Linked DNA regions of Danio rerio: region 1 is linked to region 2. Evidence: chromatin contacts called from public HiCAR-type data. All regions are on one chromosome and are shown on one strand. Each heading gives the region's core, a stretch centred on a gene start, on an enhancer-like site or on the middle of the called end of the contact. The rest is flanking DNA. Distances are from core to core; before and after follow the strand shown. Region 1 has its middle 14 kb from the start of tprg1. Region 2 overlaps lpp (LIM domain containing preferred translocation partner in lipoma).

Region 1 (2,946 bases), core at 289-2,788, 63 kb after region 2:
AATCATCCAGCTTTGTTACATACTCCAGCTCTCCACACTCATAAGAAGACCAGGCTCAGTGAAGCGGAATGCAAGTGGGCAACCAGGCTGAAAATGTACTGTAATCCTATAGGCATTGTGTGGAAAAACACAAGAATCCACCGTTAACTCTAAATGAGCCAAATTCAAGTCCGTTCAAGCCAACCAACAACTGAAAACATTGTTAGGAGTAGCTCCATATGGAATTTTTGACAGGAATGAAAATGATGTTTTCAAGTAAAGAAGTAGGCCTACTGGAGAGCTTGATTAGTTGGTTCAGGTGTGTTTAATAGGGGTTGGAACTAAAATATGCAGGATACTGGCCCTCCAGGACCGAGTTTGGGCATCCCTGCTTTATTGAAACCATTAGAAGAAATTTTTGGACTATCAAGGGTTCTGCCGTGTCTGTGCTGACTTGTGCTTGTGGAAATGTACAATTGACTCCAGTACAGAAGAACAGTTTTTTTAACCATTATTTAAACACAGATCACCTCAAATTGAAGCAAACATAGCAAAGTCTATTTCTTTGCATGTCGTTCATGTGTTTCCCAACAGCAGGTGCAGGTATGTTTGTGTGGTTTCTTTCACTGCCATGCACACATCGAATTTAACAGCAAGACAAGTGCAGAGGTGTATGGCACCATCTGGACACAGAAAGAGGGTCAGTACACTCAGATAACCTCAGGGTAAATACACATCTCACAGCAAATCACCAATGAATGAAAAATAGAGCTTTTTAAAAAAGAAACTTCCCTCAAAATCCCTTCAAAAAAACACAGCTGTTAATTGCTCTGTGCCTCCTACAGCACCTGACTAACAAGAGGGATTTCTTTGGCTTTGTTTGTTTACTTCAGGCCAAAAAAGGTCAAGTGAAGCGGAGACATATTATATAGGCCAGCGCAATGAGGCAGCCAAAGTGAAATGAGGCAGAAATACAAACCTTAAGACGGATTAAAGTAGATCCGATCAAAGTTTTTAGGACTTCTTGAAAAGGGTCAGAATGTCACTGCGTCACCCAGAGCTGACATTAAAATATGCTGTGGTTACAGCAATGTTGTGCTTTATGCAAATCACATGTGCCACACAGCATAGCTTTGTTGTATTTGGGACAAAAGCGGCCCGATATTCGACAAAATGTGTGGCCTCTAAGGTCAAACCGGGCCTATGATATTAAATCGTTCATAACAGATCAGCACTGGGAGGATGATATATACAGTACTTTGTAATTTTTTTCTGCCTCATCAAAGCTTATTTTCATCATCGGATATTCTTAAGGGCAGGGATTAATCATCATCAGGGATTTTCATTAGAAATGTAAAGATATGTACTTCGTGGATAGATTTGTTTGACCCATGTCCCCCACAGCACAGTCCATTCCAAACTTCTAATAATAATCAGACCAGATCATCTCAGCGGAGGCCTGATCCATTCAGGTCAATGAGAGTCAACAGTATATTAGTAGCAGCGGCACTGTAAGCCTCAGAGGCTGCTCAAGCGTTCCCTCTCCAGAGTCTGCTTAAAGAATGAGTCAAAGCTGTGAGAACACTGCCACCCTGTGCCCGATGCAGAAACTGCTCTCAAACTGTTTTCTGTTTCATTCGAATGTAGTAGAATTAGGAACTCTGTTTTTAGATCTTTGATTAGAGCCTTTGGCAATAGGTCAGCATAATATTAATAAATAATAAAAATAAAAAATAAATAAATATAATATTAATAATACTAATAATAATAATAATAGGCAACACGGTGGTGTAGTGGGTAGCACTGTCACCTGACAGCAAAAAGGTCGCTGGGTCAGTTGGCATTGGAGTTTGCATGTTATCCCTTGGGTTTCCTCCAGGTGTTCCGTTTTCCCCCACAGCTCAAATACTTGTGGTAGGCTATAGGTGAATTGAATAAGCTAAATTGGCCATAGTGTATGTATGTGAATGCAAGAGTGTTTGGGTGCTTCCCAGTGCTGGGTTGCGGCTAGAAGGGCATCTGCTGCGTAATAACACATGCTAAATAGGTAGGCGGTTTATTCCACTGTTGATTAATAATGGGAAAAAAGCTTAAAAGAAAATAAATAAATGAATAATAATAATAATAATAAATATATAATACCTGATTGCATGTTTTTGTGAAATATCATGACAGAAATTTGTATAATGACAAGTGTATGACACAGGTATTACAAGGAGAATGTGACTTATGAGGACATTGCCTATACCATGCCTATTTTTCAAAAGACATAAATCTTTTTTTTTTTCTTCAGAAAGTAAATATGCACATAATTTCCTTTGAGGGTTGGATTTAGAAATAGGCTTGGGGTTGGGGCTAAAAAACAGTTTAAACAGTATAAAATCAATGGCATCCTATAAAATATCCCCCCAAAAATGAGTGTTTGTGTGTGTAGCAGATTAAAAAAAAAAAAAAAACAGGTAGCTGTGGACTTGATTAAAGGCATTTTTAAAAAGTAACATCATTCATTCATTCATTTACTTTTCAGCTTTGTCCTTTTATTAATCTGGGGTCACCAGAGCAGAATGAACTGCCAACTTATCCTGCATATGCTACCCACAGCATCACCCTAAAAAGTAACCTAGTAAACTTTAACATTGGGTGGCCTAATGACATGAGCATCATTAAATTAGTAAATTAAAAGCAAAACTTTTTTGAGTGAAAAACCTTACATCTTTAAATCTGCTGTGATGCCTTTTGGTCACGAATTACACATGCACATTTCAGTAATCCAACAGATCAAATGTTAAGGTGTTTACATGCCAGACAGAACTGGGGTAATAATTCTCCAAAATATGTCTGTGCTGATCGGTTTATGCTTAAGCTGTTTATGAAGGTTTAACACATTTATGACCACACATGTTGACCTCGTGCATGTAAACAGATTCACTCATCCACTCCCCTTCAGCTTATTTCCTCCTTTATCAG
Region 2 (3,000 bases), core at 467-2,966:
TTTTTTTTAATGTGATATTTATTTATTTGTATTTTTTAAAAATACTAGAATATTCTTCAGTTCCAGCATAACCATCTTAGGCAACTGCCATGGTGGAGTCAGTACAGGAATGTCTCTGAAATGTAATGGTGGGGTGATGTCTTGGGAAAAGACTTAGAGAGTTCTTGGCTCAGTGCCTCTGCATTCATATCCAATCCCCTGTAGCTCTCTCTCCTTTAACTCTCTTTATTTAAGTAGCTCAAAAGATAGTTTCCCTGAGCACCTCACAGTCCCAGGGATCCAAAGCGGCAGTTTGGTTCTAGTCTAGTTTACGGTGCGCTCAGTGCTAAAGACCTTCTGTCGACCTGTCACCCATAACCATTTATCAAGACTAGCTAATGCTAGACCCTTAAGGTTTTCATCCTCATTTTGATTATTTTAAGACATGGATATGTGTAGTTTTAAAACTTTATACAATACTCAAAACACTCACTAACTTTATGGTAGTTAATTCTATATAACTGAATGATTTTATGTACACTCTATAATGCAATGTCTTTGTTTCTGCATGTAAAGGCCAAACCACACACTCATCAAACACATTTTGCAAACCCACACAGGCTGTTCAGCTAACTGAAATGTCAGTTTTGTAGTCAATGAATCATCCATTCAAAGCAGCCAGCTGACCTTTGACCTCTCAGCTACACTTAGCGAGGACTTGGTTTTCTTTGCCTTTTTTGATATAAATTCAGCTCATGATCATGATCATTACAATCATCCAAGTGATTTCGTTTGGTCTATACGGTCATATTGTCATCACATGCTTTCATTTGGATTTTTGAATGAGAATATAAATAAATGCATACCTTCGGAGCTGACAGACAATCAAACAGTTCTATGCGAAGCACTACATGATATATTTATGACGACTCAGAGCATTGCTCAAGAATTAAGTATTAAAGCCTTTTGGTTTTAAAACTATTTTGATTTGGGAAGATGTTTAAGGTTTCTAAGGTAAAAGGTTTCAGAGAGACTGAAGGGTATACGCTTTTAATATTCTGTGCAAAACAAATCTATGCCACCAAGCAAACCGAGAATCATGTAAAATTGATAAAGCCTCCTATCAAAGAAGACATCCAGTAACTTCAGAGTGTTTTGCTTAAATACACATTGAGCATAGAGCTCATGTGATTTACCTTCATGAATATCAGATTTAGCTTCTTTAGTTCTTTTATTTAGTCCTTCAAATGAGTGTCATTATTAGTGACATTCCAGGCTGATCATGTCACTTTTCACTCATTCTTTGTGACTGAAACATCTCTATTTTTCGTAAATGCACTAGAAACAAGTTGTCCAGCTATAGGACAGTGTGTGTTGCTCTTCCTGAAAGAGAAAAGTGTCTGAAAGAAAGATAGATAGATAGGAATAGGGAGTGTTTGGAGCACTTTGTCAGGAAATTGAAAAAGCAACAAGAGAAAAGAAGAGGCTACAATTGACTTCAGTGCTCTCCACTCACCCTTTTGCTCAGAAAGAAGCTGTCTGACCTAAATTCATTCTACCTCATCTGCCTAGACGTTTGTTTAGCCTTCTGGGCAAACACTTAGAGAAATGTATGAAGCTGAAAAAAGAGGAATATATGTGAATATATTACTTTCTGGATGCGGAGAAGAGTGAACAGAGAGCATGAGTAGACGTCTAGTGCCCTCTAGTGGCTCTCCGTCTCATTATTGTTCCACCAGTGGAGCCATTAGTGGTGCTCTGCACAGATTTTCCTAAACCATCTTTGAAAGTTATTACCGGACAGTAAATCCACAGCATGTAAATCAAAACTGCTTTGACGTCAGAATAAAAGCCGTGCTGGGGAAGAGAGGTCTGACTGACCCAGACTTCACTGTCACGCCGTTCCTACGATGACTCTGGCACAACGCATTGTGTGAAATCTGCTCTGAAGTGTGAAAACGGACTGTTTTTGAATGTTTCTGTAAGCAGCAGGGATCCAGACTCCGGGTTCAAGTCCTTTAGAAGAGCACAGAGGCTCAGGTTAATCGTTTGACTGTGTTCCTGAAGGCTATACAGACTGCCTGTCTTTCTATATTTCCCCCTCCCCATTCAGAGTTATGAGACGAGCCCCAAGGGTTCTCAGCAGCAAGCTTATTAAAGGCTTTATCCGTTTCCAGGATTTGCAAAGGATTGTGAAACGGACATTGTTTGTACACAAGCGTCGCTCTGGGAAATAATGTTAATTTTTATTATAATCATGGAAGAAATGACACAAATTGTTTTCGTGTCTACCTAAAGCCTTTCCAAGGCTGGGCGATCCCTCGGCAGTCAGTCTTTTCTGACACATTGATCTAAAACCGAGTTGATCTAAGGATGATGAGTGGATTGCAGGAGCTCGGGGTCAAGTCTTCTGACCCCCACCTCAGCTCACTGGTGAACCGAGAGCATGGGAAATGATCCCAGTGCATAGGCAGTGCAAACAGGGTTTGGCTGCGTTGAGACATGGGACTCTTTCCAGTAAATTCTGTCCATGCAGCTGAAAACTCTATATACTACAGATCTGTTTCAAAACCTAGTGAGTTGCCTTTTATGGCAGCTTCCTAACATCATAAGTGACAGATTTGGAACTGTACAGTACATTGGCAAGAACATCATCACATGTCACATAACCGTCGTTCCTCACACAGGAAGATTTGCACAGGAGATTTACGGGAGTGGATTTCAGTAGTTTGTTTTTAGCATGTTGCTAAGCTAGCAGCGCAGTAGCCAAGTAACCACAAAGTCTTTTCCTAAACAAATATTACGTCTGTTCTTTTTAGTATCGAATGAAATATGACTTCATTTTAAACATTTCTCTCACTTTATCCACCATCTTTGGCTCGTTCCATGTGTTGCCTTGAAATGTTGGCTTTGTAGATTGTTTTTAATAATGTACAAACTGAGATTAGAGTGCTGATATGTCAATAACTTTGCAAAACACCCAAACAAAAAAAGTCAATTGAGAGTAGGCTATGTGGGCTG

The links. HiCAR-type assays count read pairs that join an accessible place to other places.
Region 1: a HiCAR-type map of caudal fin shows a contact between it and region 2, with 3 times the contacts expected there. The contact joins two enhancer-like sites. A contact is called at or near these places in 2 of 18 Hi-C or Micro-C datasets (caudal fin and an unstated tissue) and 1 of 4 datasets of contacts at active chromatin or transcription factors (caudal fin).

What each region holds. Positions count from the first base shown.
Region 1 is chr6:31,241,598-31,244,543 of GRCz12tu, forward strand. No RefSeq gene overlaps it. Among named protein-coding and RNA genes, the nearest start is that of tprg1, 14 kb to the right of the region's middle. Within about 2 kb of position 1,539, at least 15 of the 62 cell types and tissues checked have an H3K27ac peak or open chromatin away from gene starts, as enhancers often do.
Region 2 is chr6:31,178,340-31,181,339 of GRCz12tu, forward strand. All of the region lies in intron 8 of lpp (LIM domain containing preferred translocation partner in lipoma), which reads left to right. All of the region lies in intron 2 of LOC141386288 (a long non-coding RNA gene), which reads right to left. Among named protein-coding and RNA genes, the nearest start is that of tprg1, 77 kb to the right of the region's middle. Within about 2 kb of position 1,717, at least 7 of the 62 cell types and tissues checked have an H3K27ac peak or open chromatin away from gene starts, as enhancers often do.